Linked DNA regions of Sus scrofa: region 1 is linked to region 2. Evidence: chromatin contacts called from public HiChIP or PLAC-seq data. All regions are on one chromosome and are shown on one strand. Each heading gives the region's core, a stretch centred on a gene start, on an enhancer-like site or on the middle of the called end of the contact. The rest is flanking DNA. Distances are from core to core; before and after follow the strand shown. Region 1 overlaps DOK5 (docking protein 5). Region 2 holds the start of DOK5 (docking protein 5).

The links. HiChIP or PLAC-seq counts read pairs in DNA pulled down with a chosen protein or histone mark.
Region 1: an H3K27ac HiChIP or PLAC-seq map of skeletal muscle shows a contact between it and region 2. The contact joins the enhancer-like site here to the promoter of DOK5 in region 2. A contact is called at or near these places in 6 of 47 Hi-C or Micro-C datasets (embryonic fibroblasts, fetal heart ventricle, heart right ventricle and 2 more) and 1 of 2 datasets of contacts at active chromatin or transcription factors (skeletal muscle).

What each region holds. Positions count from the first base shown.
Region 1 is chr17:55,509,455-55,516,859 of Sscrofa11.1, forward strand. All of the region lies in intron 6 of DOK5 (docking protein 5), which reads left to right. Among named protein-coding and RNA genes, the nearest start is that of DOK5, 120 kb to the left of the region's middle. Within about 2 kb of position 3,492, at least 4 of the 83 cell types and tissues checked have an H3K27ac peak or open chromatin away from gene starts, as enhancers often do. A contact at or near this core is called in skeletal muscle, where this site is marked.
Region 2 is chr17:55,389,552-55,397,171 of Sscrofa11.1, forward strand. It overlaps DOK5 (docking protein 5), which reads left to right and starts at 1,523. Exons shown (of 8, transcript NM_001123107.1): 1 at 1,523-1,588. The coding sequence starts at 1,523.

The sequences.
Region 1 (7,405 bases), core at 2,242-4,741, 120 kb after region 2:
TAAAAACATCCTGTTTTAGATGGAAATGAGTAAGCTTCAAAACCGGATCTGAATCTCCAAGGCAGTTAAAGTGGGGATTGTGAAATGCTTACAAATCAACATCCTTGAATCAGTCTTGGATTAGAGGAGAAAAGAGATACTGGGCTACAATGAAATGCGGGAAGGTGACCCAACTGGCCTTAAGTTTTCTGGTCACTGAGGGTGGAGCCACACAGAGTAGCTCTGTTCTCAACTAGGAGTTGTCTTTATGTAACTCCCGGCTTCCCTGAGATGCTCAAGGCTGTAAGTAGAGAAAGATGGTGAAGCTAACCTCATTATTAGGAATCCCTAACCTGCTCTTCGCTGCCACTGCTGTAAAGCTCTCAAGACAGCCTCTTCACTGGGGCACCCATGACAGTTTGCAATTGCAGCCTTGGGTGCGTTGGTTTGGATCTGACTTATGACCCTGAAGCCCAGAAGTCATAAAGAAGAGACTTGTGGGTCAGATAATAATAATAATTTTTTTGGTTATCATTATTGCTATTAGTGTGGTAGGCTAGAACACATCTTCAGCCATGGAACCTGTAGACATTACCTTAGATGGAAAAAGGGGCTTCGCAGATGGGGTTACGGGAAAGTCTTGAGATGGGATATTATGCTGGATGGGCCAGGTGGACCCAGTGTCATCACAGGGTCCTTGTAAGAAGGCAGCAGGAGGCGTCAGAGCCAGACGGAAAGTGATCTGACAATAGAAATAGAGGGACAGAGATTTGAAAAGTCTGCCCTGATGATTTTGAAGGTAGAAGGAGATGCGTCCCAAAGGATGTAGAAACTGGACAAATACAAGGAAATGGATTCTCCCCTGGGGCCTCCAAGAGGAACCAGCCTGGCAGACACCTTGACTTGAACCCAGTGAATCTGATTTTAGACTCTGACCTCCAGAGCCACAGGAGAATAACTTTGTGTTGTTTCAAGCCCCCAAGTTGTGGTAATTTGTTACGATAACCACAGGTAACTCGGGTAGTCAAGCTGTATCATGTCTTTACTCTGTAACAGAATATTGTAAGGGCTTTGTGTGTCCTTTCCAACCCGCACAGTGACCTTTGGATTAAGGCCCAGCTCCCCCAGCGTGGAAGTAGTGGGGCTCAAATTTGGAGCAGGTGTGCTGGGATAACCCCCCTCTTGAGGCTTTATCGCAGAATCCAGCCCCCAGACGTGTTTTGTCTGCCCTGCGTGAGATCAGCTCACTGCCGTTCTAAAAATTCGTGGCTCGTGGCTGACGTTGAAAAGTTAAGAGGTTTCACGTAAAATTCAGATTCCTGTATCTTGAAAAGTGCCCTGTGTGGCAACCATCAGAAACGCTTGGTGGCATCTCCCTTCTTCAGGTAGAATAGGGATCTTCATTTCTCCACAGTCTCCACCACTCTCTATTGTCACTCAGCAGGTGGCCCTTCTCTGGGCATTTGCTACCCATGCTGTGACCAATTGCTATCCTGCCTGTGTTACCACCTGTATCAGTTTTCTCTTGCTGGGTAACAAAGTGCCACACACTCTGCACCGTAAAACAATACACATTGATTATCTCATAGTTGTTGCGGGTCGGGAGTGTTTGAGTGGCTTTCTGGAACCCCCAGCTTCAGGTTCTCCCGAGGCTGAGATGCTCCAGTCTGATCTGAAGGTTAGTCTGGGGAAGGACCCACTCTCCAGGTCACGGTGGTTATTGGTGGAATCTAGTTCCTTGGGGCTGTAGTTCCAAGGACCTCAGTTTCTTGTTCGCTATTAGGTGGAGGCCACCCTTAGCCCCAGAGGGCTCCCTTGCTTGGTTCCTTGCCACCGATGGGCCTTCTCCACCCAGCCACTTGCTTTATCAAAGCCAGCACAAAAGCCTGCCCTTGTAGAATGGGGGCCACAGTCCTGGGCACCCTAGCCATGACCGTGACATCCCGTCACCCTGTCATGGGCTTTTGATTGGAAGTAAGTCACAGCCAGGGGAGGGGACCACGAGGGTGTGCACCTCTGCAGGGGACACCGTGGGTGCCACTTTGGTATCTGTCCCCACACATTGCAAACTTCTGGAATTGTGTTTATTTAGTGCTTTGATTTTCCTTGAGGTTTCACCCAAGAGAAAGCGTGACGTATGTTTCCAGCCCGAGGGGGTTTGGCTAATATAACCATTGACTTATGATTTATGTGCCAGGCTCTTCATAACAACAGCCGCTCATCAAGCCACGTGACTTGCTCCTTCTCAAATCCTCACGGTAGCTCTGTGAGCTAGATTCATGCATTTGTTCTCATGCATTTGTTCATTCAGAAAGGTTTATTGAGGACTTAATATGCTCTGTTACGTGATCGAGGATATAGCGCTAATGGGCAGGAGAAACCCGCTCCCTTGGGTCTTATAATTCAAGGGAGTGTTATTCATGACCCTTGACCTGGAAGGAGTCACTGCCCAGCTCTTATAGATTAAAAAAAAAAAATCGATGCTGACGGTGGCTAAGTCCCTTGAGCCCTGGTGCTCATCGCTGTTGGAGCCCAGAAGGCAGGCTCCTCTCATCTGGCTCCTAAACCTCGGCCCCTGCCCACAAGACTTTACTCCCGAGAAGGGTTTTAAAGGCTTTGTGTTTCTCTTACATCCTCCCTGAGCACTGCCAGTGTTTTCAAATGGTCCTGAACATCAGAGCACCTTTCACAAATACATACCAACTTGGAGTATATCTAAAAAAGAAACAGACCTGGCGTTCCCATCATGGCTCAGCGGTTAGCAAACCCGACTAGCATCCATGAGGACATGGGTTCAATCCCTGGCCTCGCTCAGTGGGTTCAGGATTCGGCGTTGCTGTGAGCTGTGGTGTAGGTCGCAGACGTGGCTTGGATCCCGTGTTGCTGTGGCTGTGGTGTAGGCAGCTATGTAGCCCTGATTGGACCCCTAGCCTGGGAACCTCCTTATGCCTCGAGTCCAGCCCTAAAAAGACAAAAAGACCAAAAACTAACAAACACACAACTGCTTTTCACAAGAAATCCCATAGCTTTTGGTAACACTCTCACGTCTCCTCATTCTTCCTCCACCTCCTGACTTTTTTTTTTTCTTCTGTCTTTCATTTTAGGCCGCCCTGAGGCGTATGAGCTCCCAGGCCAGGGATCAGATCTGAGCCACAGTCGAGACCTAAGCCACAGCTGTGACAATGATGGATCCTTAACACACTGTGCCGGGCTGGGGATCGAACTTGTGTCCCAGCTCTTCCAAGATGCCCCAGATCCCATTGAGCCACAGCGGGAACTCCCCCGCCTCCTCACTTTTTCAATTCCGTGTGCTATTTATTATTCATTCTAAAGAGGACATACAAGAGGGCCAGCGGACCTGAGGAATGAGGAAGGGCCGAGTGTTGGATGAGCTGGGACGGCAGGAACTGGTCTGCTTGCAAGCTGCCAGCGGCCTCTCTGGAGGAGCTGCAGGGAAACTCCGCTGGGACTGTTTGGGACTCCCTGAGCCACAAGCTATTTTTGCCACCTTGGAGATCAGTGTGTATGACAGAGTCTAATTTTGGAACAAAGAGTGGCAGTGTGGGATGTGCCTCATTCCACAGCCGGGGCCTGTCATTTTTAGACGTTCTTTCCAGGCTAGAGTGACAAAGTGGAGAATGACAGCAATTTCACAGGCTCCCCCGGGGGCTCCACCCGGGGCGACATTGGGGCCCCAGGGTGACGTCTAGTCTCCCTCATCCTCTGCAGCCCTGATTCTGCACCCAGGTTTGAGAGTGGAACCTGAGCTGTTTCTGTGTCCCCTTCTCTTGTTTGTTTAATTGAGAGATTTACTTCCAGATTTGGTTTCGCTAATAAAATTTGTTAATGCATGTGTCAAGTTCAAGTGGAACGCTTCTACAATTCTGGAAATCAAAGTAATTTATATTCATCCTAATTTAAAAAGTAATTGTTTCCACTTTTTTTTTTTTATGTAGAGGGCATTAAAGAAAGCACAGAATCAATTTCACTACCTCTCAGACACTTAAAAAGACCCTTGCCTGCTGGGATTTGATGTGTATAAACACTCTTCTCACCACCTGGTCCCCATTCCTCCACCCACAGAGAAATCAGTTTTTACCTCTACTGATTGGGCTAAGCTACATTTTTTTTTTTTTTTTTTTTAGTGTATTACTTAAAGCAGTCACCGCCTTTTGTTTTGTTTTGTTTTGTTCCTGAAAAAAAATATAAACCCCTTTTATATCCTGGCATACTAATTGTAATTCAACAATCTTTTATTGAAACACCTATCTACTGCTTGCAAAGTAGATCTTGGAGAGAACTTAATGTGTAAAAAAAAAAAATCTTTTGTCTTTTTGAAGGAGCTTGAAATTCCGGTAAGAAGTTATGATTTAAACCCCTCCAAACATGCAACAGTATCATGAGTCTTGTATTTCAGCTTAATGTGGTCTCTTTGGAGGGCAGTTTGTCCCTGTTGATCAAAACTGAATGCATACCTGCCTTTACTCAACAACAACTTCTAGGGGTTTAAAAACACACGAGCAGGAGCAACGATGATGTGGACGCATGCTCGTGGAGTGAGTCACTCCTTTTTTCTTACATTCTGCTGTTCGACGCATATTTTCTGAGTCCTTCTGTCCATGAAGTGATGGGGAGGTGACTGAAGAAGATGAAGTTCCCATTTAGGGGGAGCTTGTGTGTTGTGATAGAAAAAACTAGAAACAGTGTCAGTGTCCACCCAAAGGGAATAATTTGATACCTTGTGCTGTAAAAGGAATGAAACGATTCCGCTAAATAGGGTCACCCTCAGTAGTATCAAAGGTGTGTGAGGCGCATGAATGAGGCAGAGGCAGGGCAGGGGCAGAGTCCCACACACACACTCACTCACGCGCACACACACACACACACACACACACACACACATGCTTTGTAAACTCAGAAGGTGAACATCCAGCAGGATCCAAATATTCCAGGTAGTCCTGGGGGGCAGGACTGTGGTTTGAGGGTTCTGGGAGGGGGCTTTAATATTTCACTGTCTGTCTGTCTCTTCCGTCCATGTTTCTGAAAAACCATGGCTATGTAATTGTATTTATAGGAACAGAAACAGTAGTTGAGCTTGCAGCATAGGGCAAACAATGGATACATGGGTGAGGAAGAGGAAGAGGACGTGCCTTCCACTGGAAGGCATAAAAAACACATAAGAAATAATGGCTCAGTGGGTTCAGAACCTGACTAGTATCCATGAGGATGTGGGTTCAATCCCTGGCCTTGCTCAGTGGGTTAAGGATCAGTGTTGCCACTAGCTGCAGTGTAGGTTGCAAATAGATGTGGCTTACATCTGGCGTGGCTGTGGCTGTGGTTTAGGCCAGCAGCTGTAGCTCCGATTCAGTCCCTAGCCTGGGACCTTCCCTATGCTGTGGGTGGAGCCATACAAAAGAAAAAAGAAAGAAAGAAAGAATGGTTTTTAAAAGCTTGGTAGGGAAGTTTTCAGGTGCTGTAAATGGGGTGGGGTCATCTTTGCAGAGAAGGTTGTGACTGAGCAGAGTTTTCGGATGAACAGGAGTTAGCTACGTGCTACAGCTGCAGCTGCTGGTGATGACAGTGACTCTGACAGTCATTGAAAACCTACTATGTGCTAGGTACTCTGCCGAGCATCATACATGTATTAACTTTAATCTTCAATGTGAGTCCACTGACATGGGCGCTGCCACCCCATTTTTATAATTAAGGAGTTTGAGGTGTGGACACACAGCTAGAAATGATGGAGCCAAGATTCAGATCCAGGTGTTGCTGCCTCCAGTGTCCACAGTGCTGTACTTCCTCGGCTAAAATTAAATTAATGAAATCAGAAGTCATAATAAACACTCTTGGCGAATTCATTAGAAATTAAAAGAGGCTAAGTGTTGTTAAGCTATGTTTACTCATAGAGAATTAAGACAGGCTAAACCCTTTAGGCAGAATAGATGCAGATAGAACTCAGGCTTCCACCTTAAATTTGCTCTGACTTTTGTTTCTGTATATTTGGGGAGGGGAATGTCATGTTCTGAGTCTCTTAAAAAACCTAATTCAGTGGTATCTTGTAATGGTCCTTTCAGTTGACTTGTAATGGTCCTTTTCAGTTGACTACTTTATACCATTTCTCTCCAGAGCTATAAGGTCTTGTCACCTTGCCGTGGTCATAATTTAGCTGATGGCTGTGCCTCTCAGGAAAAGGAGACAAACCAGATGTTGCTCTCAGGTTATAGCTTTGTTTATAAATTCTGACACTCATCTTAATGTTTAATACGGTGGCTCCCTACGTAGGCAATAAACTGAGTACACGATGATGGCAAGACCGCAGGTCATGGTATGAGTTTAAGATGTTCACATGTGAGCAGAGGGTGCAACGGGTTGACCAGATGGGCTTGATAAGCAACACAGTTTTGCCAGTATCGATCATGGCAAAGAGGAGAGAGGAATGGGGACAGGGACTGAGAGATGAATTGTGTCAATTCAATGCCACTTGAAATCGATTTTGAGATGTTAGGGAATAAGTGATTTATCCATCTCCACCAAGAAGTGGCAAACATTTTCTGAAAAGGGCCAGTTGCCAAGGATTTTAGGCTTTTAGGAGCCACATATGGCTGCTGCTGCTTCTGTTTTTCTTCCTTCCCTTCTCCCCACCCCTCTGCTGATTCTCCCTCCTCTTCTTCCATTCTTAGTCTGGGCCGTACAACAGAGGCTGCCAGGATTTGGCCTGCACTGACCCCCGTGCTACACCCTGGCTCTTAGGCATTAGATACAAATGCACTCATTTAACCAATCTCTCCCCTCCAAGCCATGTGGATTCACTTTTTCTCCTAGGAGTTCGTCAAAGGAAAAAGCAATACTTCCAAATACCTAGCACTAAAATCAGAGGCCACTTGTGATCTTAACCAGAGTCAATCATTTTTAGAGACACCAGAGACATCCTTCAATACAGGTCGCAGCTTTTGTTTCCCCCAGCAGACACGTGCTTTGCCTCACTCGTATGGCTATTTTTTCTTATAATATTAAAGTGTTGGATGTGGCCAGCATCGGACAACCGGAGTACCTCATGGAGAGGGCATTTGGTGGTGGTACCAGGATGGGAAGTGGTCATCAGTGATGGAAGTTTCAATATTTGGCGGGGGTGGGGGATAGATCCAACCAATTGCTTCTGCAGAACTGGAAATTGACCATGTGGTAGGTTCCTGCTCAAATATTCACTGACCAGTCCAGGTATGAGATACAAATCCTCCTCCATTATGTAAGTAGCAAGCAGGAGGGATAAAGTTATCTACTAGCTTGGCTTCAGGCAGCAGAAACCCTTAGGTGGATGTCTCAGATGGCCAGAGCAGGGAGAAGGAGCTAAGGTCACCAACGACGGTAGGGCAGGTGTCATGAGCTGGCACGTGCAGACCACTCTTGTCTGGCCTGCCAGGTATCG
Region 2 (7,620 bases), core at 273-2,772:
CACAAGAACTGTGAAATTTCTGATGCCGGCTTGGCCTTTGTGGATAGTGCCGTTGGTTAGAAAGGGCTTCCTTGGGAACAGCCAGTAACCTCCCTCTCCATGGCATGTGCTCTTCAGAAGGGGCGTGGGACAGGGTTTACCAGGAGCTGGTGTCAACACACCTCCCTTCCTGCAGGACCTGAGACAAGCCTCTAAACTCTTCTGAGCTTCAGTTTTTATGAAAGGTGGATGATGGTACCTATCTCGTGATTCCCTTTACAGGATTAGCACAATGCCTAATGCCTGGTGCCACTCTACGTTAGCTGTTCTCAATTCAAACATGTTTCAGGGGCAGGTGCCTGTAAAATCCAGTGTCTTATTCTCTAGGCAGTATCCTGCAATGGCTGTGAACAGGAGCTCTATTGCTAGGCTAGGGAGGCATAAATATGATCCTGGTATTCGCATAAGGTGGGGGTGTACTTTATAGGGTACAGGGGAGTTTAAATGAGCCCACCCAAAGGGCTTAGAGGATGCCTGACACCAAGGATGTCTTCAGTACCTGCGCTGGGGTAAGGCTTTGGGGGTACACTTGTTAATGAGGCGAAGGGTCGGCCCTGGGAAACTCGCATTCGGGCGGGAAAGACAGGCTCAGACAAGGAAAATGTGGCAAATGATATCATCGGAGAGCTGGGTCCAGGATGCCAAGGAAACCCAAGGAAGCACGCAGCTTAAGCCAGGGCAATATCCCTCCCCTCATATGCCAAGGTCAAGGCAAACCTTGGCAACACCGCCCCCCTAGACACACGCACCACAGTGGTCAAAGCCAGTCCTTCTCAGGGAAGAGATGGGGCGAAGGGAGAGGCGAGGTAGGCGGCGGCTGGGAAAAAAAGTGAAATTTCCTCTCCATCTAAAATAAGCCCGGAGCAAGAAGAGATTGAGCCTCATCTCGGCGGGTGTGGGCGAGCTGCGGGGGGCGGGCAGGAGCAAGTCGGGGTCCCGGACGAGAGGAGGGGTCGGAAGGGGAGGCGGGTCGGGCCAGGTGGGTGGGGAAGGGGGGAGGGGGCGCGCATTTCCGTGTGTCTGCCTGCGGGTGGCACCGCCGGGCACCCGGGCCGCGCGGCTCCTCCTCCTCGCCCTCCTCCACCCCCACCCCTTCCTCCTTCTCTTCTTCCTCCTCCTCCTTCTCCTCCCGGGCCCCCGGGAGGAGGCTGGTCAGGATCCCTGAGCAGCCGCCGCTCCTCCTCCTGGCAGGCTGGCAGATGAGTCAGCTGACGCCGGCGCTCCAGCCTCGCCTCGCGGCGCTGCGCGCTCTCTGCGCTCCCCCAAAGTGGCTGCAAGCCGGCCGCCCACTTTCAGGCTTTGGGGGACGCAGAAAGTGATGTGCGCCTTCTGAAGCCCCGCCGGGGCCGCCGCGGTCTCCGCTTCACCTCGTCCACTTTCTCCTCCCCCACCACAAAGCCTTCTGTCGCCCCTGCCCTCCGCCCTCCCCTGCAGCCGCTTAGGGTGCGTGCGCTTGGGTGAGGGGGGTCACCGGCTGTCCGGGATGGCTTCCAATTTTAATGACATAGTGAAGCAAGGGTACGTGAGGATCCGGAGCAGACGCCTAGGGGTAAGTATCGATCCTTTTTTTCCCCCCTCCCTACTGTTCGCCGGTTCAATTGTCTTTATCCTTAGCCAGCATCCCCGAGGGTGGAAGGAGATTCCAGGCTGCGCGCTGGGGAATCGCGCTGTGGTTTCTCAGCCGAAACCCACATCTGCTGGGGCTGCCCCTCTAAGGCCGGGTCTAGGTGTGTAATGAATCTATCTTTATCTCTCGGATGACTTGGCTTTCTGATGGTGGCCGCGTGTTCGGCTTCAGTAGCCACTGGAGCCCATCAAATGGAAATAAATATTTCTCGGTAGCCATGGGAGTTGGAGCTGAGAAACCCGGGAGGGGGTGCTGAGCCTGCCGGGTGCCCCTCTTCCCATTCGCTGCCAACTTAACTTTTCCAGGGGATGGATCGACTGGCTGAGAAAGGGCAGACGCTCTCAGTGTGAATAGCCCCGTGACCCTCTGACCCCAAGGGGAGGTTTCCGCCAAGTTGAAAGGGTTTCGGACTCCGGGGTCCTGGACAGTGACCCAGCCCCCGCCCAGGTGTTGGCAGAGGCGCGTTGTGGTTTTGTTGCTGGAATACGCACTGGCTGCCCGCTGGAAGATTATTTAGGGCGGAACATAATCCCTGGCACTGAGCGAGTGCTCCCTCCCTAAATAGGTACTAAAAGGAAGCATGAATGAAGCGGAAGGTACTTGTAGGGCGCAGAGTTGGCACGAGGATGGCTCCTCTCTTAAAACCCCCTCCCTTTTGCTCTTGTCCCTTTTGCACTTTCACTGATCGACTTCAGAAAGAACTCACCCTAATTCTGGGGTGGGGGTGGGGGGGGGACCCTGGAATGATTCTTTTTGTTGTTGAAATTTCAGACTCTTTTCTCTTTGCCTTATGTCAAGTGCTGTTGCTGTGTGTGTTTAGTGTGTGTGTGATTTGTTTATTTGGGCGAGGGAGTGAGGGAAGGAAAGTTTACTTTTGGAATGTCTGAAAAAATATCAGCAGGGATGAGGAATGGCCACAGTGGGAGTAGAGTTATAGTGATAAAGTGATTGTCTTTCTTTACAAATATATGTCACCGGCACCTTTCTGTTATTTGCTCTTTGGGCTTTTTGTGTGCCAGATAATTTTACTGAAAACTAAAAGAAAATTCTCTGTGTTAAACAGCTAGAGAGGAAAACCTGCTGGTGGGAAAAGTCTGTATTTATTAAAAACTCCTGCCTGTTTTGTTTTGGTCCTCCCCCCCCCCCGCTCCCCCACTCCCCGGCTGCCTTGGTACCATGTTTTAGCAACTATGCCCTGTGTTATTGTGAATATATAAATATATAATTAGGGAGACCTATAACAGAACGAACCAATCCCTATTAACCCTGAGTTTCCTTGGTTTTCTTTTACATTATGTAAATATCCTCATCAATAGGAACAACTATTGCTTAACCTAGTGACTGTCATGCAAAGGGCAAGAAATAATAAGAATTTTGTATTTTGGATAACCTATGGGCCAGCCAAGTGTTACCGTTTTAAAAGGAGCATTGAAAAACACCGTTCTAATTTTAGATTTACTCCATCATGTCAGTTGAGGAAATTGGTAAGAGACATCCATTCTTGTGCTAGAGAGCATTCCAATAGAAAGAAGTCATGAATTATTAATGCACAAAATGTGAATTATTCATAAGGATCAGAGTTGATGCCAAATTGTGACACATGGTGATTTATTTGAAAGACTGGTTACCATAACTCTCTAGTTTATAGTAATTGAGATTATTTTTCTATATTTTTACAGCTGACACAATATAGTCCTATGTGTGTGCCAATGTTTATGGACAGATATTTGAAGCAAAAGGAAAGAAAATATAGTTTACTTTGCATTCCTTTTATATTTTACAGCATTTTGGATGCCAACCAGCAGTGTACTTTCCCAACTTTCCCAGGATTTATTCATTTTGTCTGTATTAACACTTGAATAGGTTTTCGACCATCTCTCGAATGATGGTTATTGCTCATGGAGAGAAAAGGTCAAAAATATAATCATCCAAATCTGGTTTTATTTGTTGTTAAGATTGGTTTTATCACCAGTTAATTTTCAAAAAGTGTTCTAATCTATATTATGTCTGCTAATATGTAATGCATAAACTGAGGAAGCTGATGACGTAGTGGTCAGAAAACACAGCAAAGTGAAGTTGCAGTGGAGGCCTCAAGAGGAAGGCTTCAAGGAACTTGCACAGGGACGACCCCCACTCCAAAGTAAGAAATGTCAGCGGCATTCTAGGCTGCGGATAGCCTGGAACATCATGTGCCATGTGTAAGTCTCAAAGAGTGGTTGGCCATTACGTTTGGTACACAGCAGGCACTCAGTAAGTGCGCATCATCTATGGACTGAACTACACAGTGAATGCCTGACTTTGCAATTCAGAAGCCTCTTAAGGGACTAATATAACAGGATGGTTTTATTAATGGACTCCAGACAAGTGTCTGCGGATTAGAACCATGTTTGGGAGGGTTTATAATTAAACAAGAAAATAAATATGTCATGGTAAGCAGTTGCTGTGTGAGGGCGTACCCCTCAGATTTGGAAAAAGAAGGAAAGGGAACAAATTCTCCTTCTGTTACTCATTAGCTCTATGACCCTTGACCTCTTGGCCTCATTTTTCCTGTCTGTACAGTGAACGCTATTTAATGATTATGAGTATTGTATGAGATAATCTCTGTCAAAATGCAAGGAAAACATATCATGTTGATTCTGATAGTATTGTTTCTTTGGTATAATCAAGGGTGAGTTAGGATCGGTGGAAGGATATAAGAGTTATTGATTTCATTAATCCTTCTGTCTAGAAATGTCCAAAATCATAAACATTTATGCAGTTCTAGGATATTTTCACTGGATGAAATTTTTACACATTATAGACATTTAAGTGATTTTCCAACGGGCCATGAAAAATTCTAAGGCCGTAGCCCTTCAGATGGGTTGCAGATACGTGATCACCTTTAGTTGAGATCCTAAACGATGTAAGTGATTAAATAATCAGACTTGCTTTTTTCTCCGTAAACATCTAAAAGCGTAATGAAATTCTGCTCATTTAACTTCAAAGTCTCAGTGTCTTCACAGGTTCATTCTCCAGCTTCATCTCCAGTGGTCCATGGAGGTCTTGAGCTGTGCCCTGGGTGCAGTATTTGTTCAAGAATGTCGATGTTACTATTTGGGGGGCTGTGGAGGGGGAAAGGCGAACAGCTGCCTACAGTTATCTGACAAATCCACAAAAGGCACTCAAAATGTATTGTTAGAAGAAGTGGATCTGGCAGTTTGCACTTCATTAACCTGACTATGTGGCTTAGATGGCATATTGTATAACTGTTTCTCACTTGGTTTCTTCCTTTGCAGTGGAGAAAATTTCCCTATCAGTAATTGCTATGGCTCGTCCACTAGGCAAGTCTCGGTTTAAATTCACACTATTCACTTTATCGCCGTGCAGTCCCCCCTCGATTACTTGCCTTTAAATATCATCTCTCTGCTCTTGTCTACCAAGACCCTCTTCTCCCGGCGAGCCCGCATCCTCATCTGTGCATTTTATGTGTTGGTTGCCTCTATCGCCAGCTAGAACCTCTCTGTCTTTTGTTATTATTATTTTTATGCTCTTCTTCAAAACGTTATTTTTCATCATGGTCTATCCCGAGAGATTGGATATAGTTTCCTGGGCACTGTACAGTCGGACCTCATCACTTGTCCATTCTAAATGTAAGAGTTTGCATCTATTCACCCCAAACTCCCAGTCCATCCCACTTTCTTCCTGCTCCCTCTTGGCAGCCACAGGTCTCTTCTGTATGTCTGTGAGTCTTTCTGTTTTGTAGCTAGGTTCATTTGTGTCATATTTTAGATTTCACATATCAGTGATTTCATATGGGATTTGTCCTTCTCTTTGGATTTCACTTAGTATGATAATCTCTAGTTGCATCCATGCACTGTCTTTTAATTAGAGCCGAATCCCAGTGCCTCGAACAGTTTCCAGCTTGGAGAAGCACTTGATGAAGACTTACTGAATGAATGAAGGATGAATGAATGAGCGAATCCATCCTTGTGTACTGGTTTAAGACCATGGCCTTGGACATTTTGGTGGCGGTTATGTGATTATTGGTGCGTTATTTAGCATTGATAAGGCGCAGGCTTCTGTAAAAATAGGGAGACTCACAACAGCCACCTACAAAGTGATCTTCATAAAAGGCTTAACACAATATTTGACCACTGGAAACCCAATTAATGTTTCTTCCTGCTCTCCGTCTTACTATTAGGGCTATTAGATTATGATAATGCTTGGGTGGTTGTTATTCTAACCTCTCCTACTTCAATAGGCCTCATCCTCAAAGAACTTGCTGTTCATTTAGAAAAACAAACTTAGTATCTATGAAATAATTAGTATACAAGACCCCTAAGGTTATGGGAGAGATATTTGCCTTCTTCTGATTTTTCATGATCTCTAGATAAATGGCAAAGATATCAAGAGAAACTCATCTCCATGTAACTTTGTTATTGTTTGGTTTGCTTTTTTTCTGGGCCACACCTGCAGCATATGGAAGTTCTCAGACTAGGGGTGCATCAGACCTGCATCCTCCAGCCACTGCCACAGCAACACCGGATTTGAGCCGCAACTGTGACATACCCCACAGCTTGCTGCATCTGTAACCCACTGATGAGGCCAGGGATCGAACCCTCATCCTCATGGATACCAGTTGGGTTCTTAACCTGCTGAGCCGCAATGGGAACTCCCCATGTAACTTTGGTTTGAACAAGCCTACCAGAGCAGGACATAACTCTGTGAGTTTGGGGATCTTTTTCTTGGGTGGCAGAGAATAGATATGTAAAATGTTTAATTCGTGGCCACATTTTAGGCAGACGTATTTTCTTATGCCTTTGCTTCTCTGTTTCCCTTGACCCACTATGCCAGAGTGGTTTAATATTTCATTTAGGGTTCTTAGATTTAGAGATGATCAGGCATCTGCGCATTTTTTTAGGGTGCCATGGCAAAGTTAGGTTCGTAACGTCAAAATTTTAGGAATAAAATAAATTCATCATATACTCTCAGTCCATGAGTGTGTGTAGACATGCACATGCGAACACAGGCAGCCGTTCAGTAAGACGCGTGAAGCCCTCTTCTCCTTCCTTCCTCGAGGGAAAAAGACTTTGGGGGTAACTTCCAGTAGTGACATTTATGGTCAGTAGACTGAATACAGGTGCCTGAGTCAGGTCTACTCAGTGTGTCAGCCCCATTTGAATCAGCTTTCCTGGTTTCCATGTCAGAAATGCTTTCCAGCTGGTGTTTTAGTCATCTTTATTCAATGGTCCTTGTGGAGGGTATGGTTAATTATGCATAAAGCCAACCTTTAATCATCATCCCCAAACTGATTTAGGCAAAGAATGGCCAATTTAGTGATTTTTGTCTGTAGACATAAACCACATTACTGATGTGATTTTTCTCACATCTGCCAGGATAGGTTTTTTTTTTTTTTTTTTTTTTACGATATTCATTAAGTGGCTAGAGATATTTATTTTTTAAGGAGCTTTGTGGTTTTTGTGAGTGTGTGGAGGGGTCATTATCTTTGGCATTTTAAGAATTAAGTTTTCATTCAGGATATATTTGCTTTCATTTATTTTATCATGCATCAGATATATATTAAGTTGAATACTCGTGTTAAGAAGCTCAGAGAAAACCACCTTAAATAAGACAAGTATAGTCAACAACCTCAAGGAATTGACAGTCTATTTTTGGACTTGTATTGTTAACACAAGATTAATATATTCACAATAGTTAAGGATGAATTAGTTTGAGTAACAGCTCAAATATTGAAGTGAAAAGACATCTGCAGATACTTCCCTGTTTCATTTTTGTGAAATGAGAAGGGGAAATTGGATTTTCTTCTTACTCTGGAATTTGATTCCAGTCTGATGGAAATAAAATCTTTGGAAATTCTAAGCCAGGAAGAGATTATGAAGTCTTCCTCCCACAAACCCCTGTTCTATGAAATTCAAGATGAAATTGGGAGTTTAGAAATGCCACAGATACATGGC